2 separate regions of the Ovis aries genome follow, and region 1 is linked to region 2. Evidence: chromatin contacts called from public Hi-C data. All regions are on one chromosome and are shown on one strand. Each heading gives the region's core, a stretch centred on a gene start, on an enhancer-like site or on the middle of the called end of the contact. The rest is flanking DNA. Distances are from core to core; before and after follow the strand shown.

Evidence for each region. Hi-C and Micro-C count contacts between places; a contact is called where the count stands out from the background.
Region 1: a contact with region 2 is called in a Hi-C map of mixed tissues, with 2.3 times the contacts expected there. The contact joins two enhancer-like sites. A contact is called at or near these places in 2 of 16 Hi-C or Micro-C datasets (liver and mixed tissues).

What each region holds. Positions count from the first base shown.
Region 1 is chr19:15,302,187-15,306,145 of ARS-UI_Ramb_v3.0, forward strand. All of the region lies in intron 12 of ANO10 (anoctamin 10), which reads right to left. LOC105603399 (a long non-coding RNA gene) reads left to right here. Exons shown (of 7, transcript XR_006057013.2): 3 at 1-51; 4 at 408-651; 5 at 1,061-1,585. Among named protein-coding and RNA genes, the nearest start is that of SNRK, 83 kb to the left of the region's middle. Within about 2 kb of position 1,860, at least 3 of the 54 cell types and tissues checked have an H3K27ac peak or open chromatin away from gene starts, as enhancers often do. A contact at or near this core is called in liver, where this site is marked.
Region 2 is chr19:15,145,354-15,149,135 of ARS-UI_Ramb_v3.0, forward strand. It overlaps LOC105603397 (a long non-coding RNA gene), which reads left to right. Exons shown (of 10, transcript XR_009597390.1): 10 at 1-1,573. Among named protein-coding and RNA genes, the nearest start is that of SNRK, 73 kb to the right of the region's middle. Within about 2 kb of position 1,963, at least 16 of the 54 cell types and tissues checked have an H3K27ac peak or open chromatin away from gene starts, as enhancers often do. A contact at or near this core is called in liver, where this site is marked.

The DNA.
Region 1 (3,959 bases), core at 610-3,109, 160 kb after region 2:
AAAAGGAAAGGAGAGAGCAGGCCTTCTGACGTGCACCACTTTTTCACAAAGGTAAGCTTTGTCTGAGACCTAGAGAGAATTCCCTCCAACGAGCAGCACCTCCCCGTGCCCCGCCGCCAGCTCTCTCCCAGTCTTCCCTGCGCAGCCCCAAACTTGGGACATCATCACAGATGGCTCCCTGCCCCTCCCCGTCAGGTCCTGTGGCCTCCGCCTGCCAAGCACACCGCCTCCTCCCACCTTAGGACTGTTGCCCCTCCTGCCCTGAAACCACCTCCCAGAATCCCCACCCGTCTCCAAAGGCAGCCTGAGCTGTGTTTAGAGCAGGGGACCAGAAACATGCCACTCGAGGGGCTTCCCAAAGACTCAGGGCTAAGGCTCAAGTCCCCCTTTTCTCTCTCACCCTGCAGCCTTGGCTTTGCCCCTCAGCCTGGCTCCTCCCGGAGGACGTGTCTCCTGTAACTCCTAGCCTGTACTCGGGCTGTTGGGCTCTCCGTTCTCTGTGGAATGTCCAGCTCTCCTCTCCTGACTCCCCGGGCCCTCCAGCAGCTGCACCCCCAGTTGCTGCTCCGGAACTACCTGTGGGGGAGCCCCCAGCACACTTCCAGCAGCAGCCCGAGAGAGGACAGCGCAGCCTCCGGGAGAGCAGCATGGGTGAGTGAGATACACCCGTCTTCCTGAAGTTAGCATCATTTTCTGAACCCAGCCACATGTCCGGTACCAGTGAGCACACGCTGTGATACGGGCTGCACGTCGAGTGCCAGGGCTTCCGAGTCCAGATGGTGACCTGGCCAGTGCAGACCTGGGTCCAGCCCCTCAGGCCTTCAGGGCTGGCTCTGGCGAAGGGAAGGGGGCTTTGCAGGTAGAGCTGGGGGAAGAGGAGGATGGAAAGACACCTGAAAGCAGCTGGGTCCCTGCTGGAAACCAAGACGGTCCAAACCCAGCTCCCCCACCCTGTGAGGTGTGGTGGCCACAAGTTCAGTAACTGCACGAGCTGACCCTGGGGAACAGAAGTGTCAGTTTGACTTAAAGAAAACTAATGTCTACTTAAATCTTTTGGAAGGAGGTGATTGAAGTGGTGAAGTAGAAGAACGCAGAGTCCACTCCACCCACAAATACATCAAAACTACACTTAAACTGGAACAGTTTTCACAGAACACCAGCTGAGAGCAGCTGGGTATCTCAAATACCCGGCACTGAAAGAAAGATCCCCACTTAACCTGGTAAGACTAAAGGCAAAAACTGGGGCAGGGAGAATCCAGGTGGGGCCTGTGCCCCAAGGGAGGGAGCTGCAAAAGAGGAACCTCCTGTGCCAGGACAGAGGGAGGCTGCAGGGGCCTGGACTTTGCCCACGAGGAGAGTGCACTGGCCACCAGCAGAGAGAGAGGAGCCGAAACTGACAGCAGCCACATCCCCATGCTTCCCAGCCTAAGACATGCGCCTGCTGTTACGTGCCTGGTACTGAAACTTGGGCTTTGGCGGACACACCCGAGGAGGGGACTTGCTTTGGTGGTGTGGTCCAGAGCACAAGTGTGCGCATGCCAAAGGCAGGTGGAGCTGATGCGCAACCTCTTGCAGTGGAGACGAGGTCAGTTTTGTGGCTGTGCATCGTGGGTGGCGGGCAGTGTCTCAGAGTTGCCTATCCCAGCAGGAGCGCTGCAGTCCCACCTCCCTCTCACTGCAGCTTAGATCCGGGTCTGGGGGCTTCTACTCCTACAACTGGGGAGCAACCCCTAACCCCCAACGGGGCAGTGACCAGCACTGAGCAAAGAGGAGGCCCTGATCATCACGGCACCGCGGCCAGCACAGCCTGAGCCAAACACATGGCTGGTGTCCACAGCAAATACAGCCTTTGCACCAGAAATACTAGAGTGACATAGTTCTACAGAGGGGTGTGCCCACATAAAAACAGTCTTTCAGGACTATAGTACATCATGGTTTCTCCTAAATTTATAGAGAAAAAGAAATACATGTAAATAGAGGAACCACTCCTGCCTAAGAGAATCCCCTGAAAGAGCAAACAGGCCCTTCCAGTCTGGCAGGCCCCAAGTTCCAAAGGGAGGTGTAAAAACGCTGAAGTGATTAAGAAGGCCATCAGTAGAAATGCAGATCCCTGTAACAAGGAACTGGAAACCATAAGGAAGAGCCAGTCAAAATCAGACAACTCAATTGCCAAGGTGAAAAACCATTAAGTGACCTGTAACAGAAATCACCCAATCAAAACAGCAGACAGAAAGAAGAAAAAAATGAAACATATTAGGTATATAAGATAATACTAAAGCATGCCAACCTATGCATTATAGGGATTTCAGGAGGAGGAGAAAGGGAAAAGTAGATCAAAAATGTATTTGAAGAAATTACGGCTCAAAAGAGTGAAGAAGGAAAAATGTATTCATAGGTGAAAGAAATAGAACCCCAAACAGGATGAATCCACACGGACCCACACCAAGACGTGTCATAATTAAGATGCCAAAAGTTAAACAGGATTCTAAAGGCAGCAAGAGAAAAAGTCAGTTACAAGGGAACCCCCCTAAGGCTACCAGCTGATTTCTCTGCAGAAGTGCTGAGTGTGTCTTACCACTCTCTGGCCTACAAAGTCCCCAAAGGGAAAAATCTGCAACCTAGGACACTATTCAGAAGGATTATCATTTAGAATAGAAGGAGATGGAAAGAATTTCTCAGATAAGCAAAAACTGAAAGGAGGTCTCTAGATAGAAAAAAGCAAGAACCTATAGGAAAGGGAAAGTCACATTAGGAAAGGCAGATACATAAAAGGATTGAAGATCAATACTATATGCCAGCACATAATCATTTTCACACACACAAAAATATCAACTACGAGATGTAATTTTGTGATTTCCTGTGATTCTGATGAGTCACAAAATGAGGAGGGGAGTAGGAAAACGTACATCTTTTAGAATGTAGAGCAAAGAGTGTGCATGACTGTCAGTCAAGCAGATATAATAATTACTGTTATAATAATAAACGAGTTAATAAATTTGAAAACCAGGGTAACCACAAATCAACTCTCAAAAATCATTAAGAAATCAAGCATAATACAAAAGAAAATTATCAAGCCACAAAAGGAAGAAAAGAACAAAGAAGAAATTTAAAATGTCAGTAAATACAGACCTATCAGTAAATACTCATATATCAGTGGGCTAAATGCTTTGATCAAAAGACACGGAGTGACGGACTGAATAATAAAACGAGAACCTACAGCATGCTGCCTCCAGGAGACCCACTTTAGAACGAAAGACACATGGGTTAAAAGTGAGGCTGTCGTCTTCGGAGAAATGGCTATTTAGGCCCATTTTTTTCATTGGGTTGTTTGGTTTTTTTGATATGAGTTGCATGAGCTGTTTGTGTGTTCTGAATATTAATCCTTGTTGGTTGCTTCATTTGCAAATATTTCTCCAAAGAACACATACAGATGACCAATAGACACATGAAAAGATGCTCACCATCACTAATTGTTAGAGAAATATCACCTGACACCAGTCAGAATGGCCATCATTAAAAAAAAAAAAAATCTACAAACAAGAAATGCTGGAGAGGATATGGAGAAAAGGAAACCCTCCTACAGTTTGTACCAATTTACATTCCTACTACCACTACGTAGAACAGTATGGAAGTTCCTCAAACTAAAAATAGAACTACCATGTGACCCAGAAGTCCTATCCCCCGGGCATATACCTGGAAAAAACCATAATTCAAAAAGATAGATACACCCCAATGTTCACTGCAGCACTTCTTAAAATAGCCAGGACATGGAAGCAACCTAAATGCCATCTACAGGGGTGGATAAAGATATGGTACGTATGCACAAGAGGGTATTACTCAGCCTTAAAAGGAACAAAACAGTGCCATTTGCAGAGATGGAGATACGCCTGGAGACCGTCATACAGAATGAGCAAGTCAGAAATAGAAAAGTTGTATAATATGGATTCTATGTGGAATCC
Region 2 (3,782 bases), core at 713-3,212:
TCTATTCATGTGCCAGTGGACATTTAGGTTGCTTCCTTGTCTTGGCTATTGTGCAGCGTGAACATACGGGGGCGTGTATCTTTTTGAATTATAGTTTTGTCTGGACATATGCCCAGGAGTGGGATTGCTAGATCATATGGTCATTCTATTTTTAGTTTTCAGAGAAGGTGGCATGTATTTTTATCATCTCAGGACTGTATCTCAAGCACTTCCCTCATGTGTAAACGTGTTTCTGATCAGAATTCTCCCTGGCAAAATCAAATGGCTGTGTTCCCAGTCTGGACTGTCAGGATCCATCTGATGGTGTGGTCTGTCATCTAGGAAGGAGGGCCACCTGCCAAGACAACACCTGAGGAAGGTGGGGAGTGGCGGAGCTTCTATATACATGCACGAGCTGAGGAGGTGCCTCAGAAGAGACAGCGGGAGTGGAGAGGTCAGAGATAGAGCCAAGGCTTGGCAGCTGGGAGGCAGCTGGCCCCGCATGGGGTGTGGGCGGTGGCTCTGGGCTAATGGGAATCTTGAGGAAGTGTTGGCTGAAAGGAAGCAAATAGAACCCTCCAGAGTCCTACAGGACCAAGTCCCCGATTGCTCCCTTCATGCTTCTCTGTGCCAAGATCTGAGTCTTAACACGGATGAGCAGAGCCTGGCTGGAGAGACCGCATGTACCCTGTGACCCTGGAAGATGGAAACTAGCATAGACCAAGGGCCTTACCCCAGCGAGAGAGTCTCAGGGAAGATGATTCGGCAAACTACCAAACAGAGTCCTCCTTTTCCTTCTGAAAAGAAACAGATACATAAGAGAAAAAGTACCTCATGTGGATTTCTGCCAAACGGGGCACAGGTCCCCGTTAGGTTGGCACCTGCCTGGCAGGAGCTCACTGGAACTGTTAAAAAGTTGAGGCTTGGGCCCAAGTCTAATGATGAGAGAAGCCGTCAGACACATCACCAGACACCTGATGAGCACTGCCCAAAACCATCAAGGTCACTGAAAACAAGGAGTGTCGGAGGGACTGACTGCCACAGCCAAGAGGAGGCTCAGGAGACCTGAGGACTGCAGGAACTTGGGTGGGATCCCGCACCAGAACAAGACCTTAGGAAAAAGTTCAGGAAATCCAGATGAACTGTGGACTTCCGTTAAGAATAATGATTAGTTCTAGTTCATTAATCGTAACAAGTAGACCATCTTAACGTAATATGTCTGTAACAGGAGAAACTGGATAAGGGATGTTTTGGAACCCTCTGTGCTTTCTTAATTTTTCTGTAAATCTTAAACTATATGTTAAAAAAAAAAAACTATTAAAAAATAAGTGGGGAGGTTGAAGGCAGACTTGGAAGCCAGCCTGCTAGGGATCCAGTCCCAGCCCCTCCTCGCCTCAGGCAAGTCACTAGACCCTTTCTGCCGCACCTCCGTTTCCTCCTCAGGAAACGGGACTCCTCACAGGACCTCGGATTGTCCTGGGGACAGAATGAGTTAAAACTTGTCAAACTCTGGAAGAATGTGCCTGGCACCGAACAAGTGCCACACGTGCTTATTTAGTACGTAAATAAAACTATAGGTGTGGATTTACCTCAAACGTCCTGTAAAATAGAAGTAAGTGTACAGTAGCTTGAGTTTTAATTTTCCTTAAAAAAAAAAAAAAAAGCATGCTCAGGGCTCAGTTTGGGCTCTTCTGTCCCAGAAATTCCGTGACCCTGCCCTCTCCCTCTGGCTTGGCCTGAATTTGGTTCTTCCTGCTCTTTCTCCCAAGGGATTCCCATTCTGTGCCAGGTTCAGACAGGATGACTCAGCCTGGAAACCTCCCATCAAAAGGCACATCAGCGCAAGCAGATCCCCTGCCCGCTTGCCTGTCCTGGCTCTTCTTCCTTGGGAGGGTACTCTGGCATCTAGGTTTCAGCACTGGCCCCGAGACACCTCTAGCCTCACCCTCTTCCCCCAGACACACAGCCACAAGCCCTCTAGCCGACTTTCCTGCCTACACTGATGCCCTTCCAGCTCAGAGAGCTAAAGAGGAGACATCCCCGCCCAACAGGATGCTTGGGAAATGCGTGTGTTCCTTACGGCTCAGGAAGAGGTCTTTCTCTAAAGAACAATCCTGAACTTTGTCCAGAGCGTTGCGAGCTTGCTGCGAGTCATCTTCCTGTGAGCATCTGGAAAAAAAGCCTTGTGTCCAAGCAGAATTGGAAGCACACCTCTACTGTTTCCTTTAGTCAGGACCTTGAGTTCCTGGAGCTGTTTCCTGCCCCCGCTGATGGCCATGGTCCCTCTCCGGGGCTGCCAGGTACAACCAAAGCCAAGCTCTGCAGTGTGGCAAAGAACAAAAACCTGAAGCTTCGCAATGAGGCTGAATCTCCCAGTCACTTTCCCTGGTGGATTCCCCTACTTTTTTTTTTTTTCCCCTAAAGAGGCTTATTTCTTGTTCAGAGACACTGGTGAAGGGGGTCATTGACATGCCCCTCTGTTTACAGGTGAGGAAGCCAAGTCCCTCTGGAGACAAAAAAGATGTCAGACACATTTCCCGTTTGGAGATGGGGTTGCAATTCCTCATCCACGTTCTAGCCGGAGTTAACTTGTTTTCTTTGCTTTTCTTTGCCAGCACTTGGCAGTGACCTACATAGACCACATGCCTAATAATAACTTGAGCTTTATTAGCACCCAGCATTCAAAGGCCTCTGGGAATTTGGCAAAAGGCAGTATTTAGTAAATCATCTGCTTGTTGCAAACAGACTTTGCACTTCTGGAGCAGCCTTTGAAGAGGAGAGGCTGCTGGCTGGGAGTTATCAGTACAGCGGTCGCTTGTCTGACTATTTTCCTCTTCATCTTTTTATCTGGAAATCTCCAAGACCATGGCTCACTTGTAAAGGGTTGATATTTGAGACAGGTAACTACTAGTCTATCTCAGGTATCAACCTATCAGAATGGCTTTTGGCCAAGAGTACCCACCCAAAGTTCTACCCCTCACTCCTGCCTCTGATTGGCCAGGCATTGCCCCTGAAGCTGCAGGTTTAGGGGAAGGTCCAGGGAGTTCCAGGGAAGGGTTCTAGGTGGTGGGACAATGACTGTTCCAAGAGACAGGAAAATAATTCAATATTTAACCAGCTGACTTTCAACCCTATATGCTCACATATTCTCAGTTCCTAGGAGTACAGATCTATGCCATGTGGCTTAACATAAGCTTGTTCCTAAGTGTGCATGATGGCGGGTCAAGGAGTAGAACTGTTTGGATTCAAGAGCCTTGAGGATTTCATTCGACTGTGTCTTAGCTCCTCTATGGTCCGCTGGAGTGACGGCCAGGTGTAAGAAGAAGAGTGGGTGCAGGTCATAAATGATAACACAAGATAAGCAAAGCGAGGGAAGCCCAAGAGGGTCCATAAGTCCAAAGGATGGTGTAAAACTAGACATGAGAGACAGGGCAGGACAGGGCAGATGCTGGAAAGATCCGAGGATCAGAGTGTCCGGAAGCAAGAGGGTCTAAAACACTTTCCTCAAAAGTATCATCACTTGCTGCCAGGGAAGCTTAGCCATGGTTAAAAATGTCAGGAGGGTGGAGCTACTCAATTCTCAGCAGTTCTTAGAAGTGCCTTGTGAAAAGATTTTCCCCAAGTGTTTCCCCTGCAACACACCCAACAAGCTGTTTCTAGAAAAGTTGTCCCAGGTGCCAAAGCTGGTACTTAAGAAGGACCATTGTTGGAAGGGCTGCTTCCCACTGGCAAAAAGCATGATTGGATGGCGGAGGGGGTCATTTCCATCACAGAATCCAAATTCCCTAGGACTTTGGCCATCT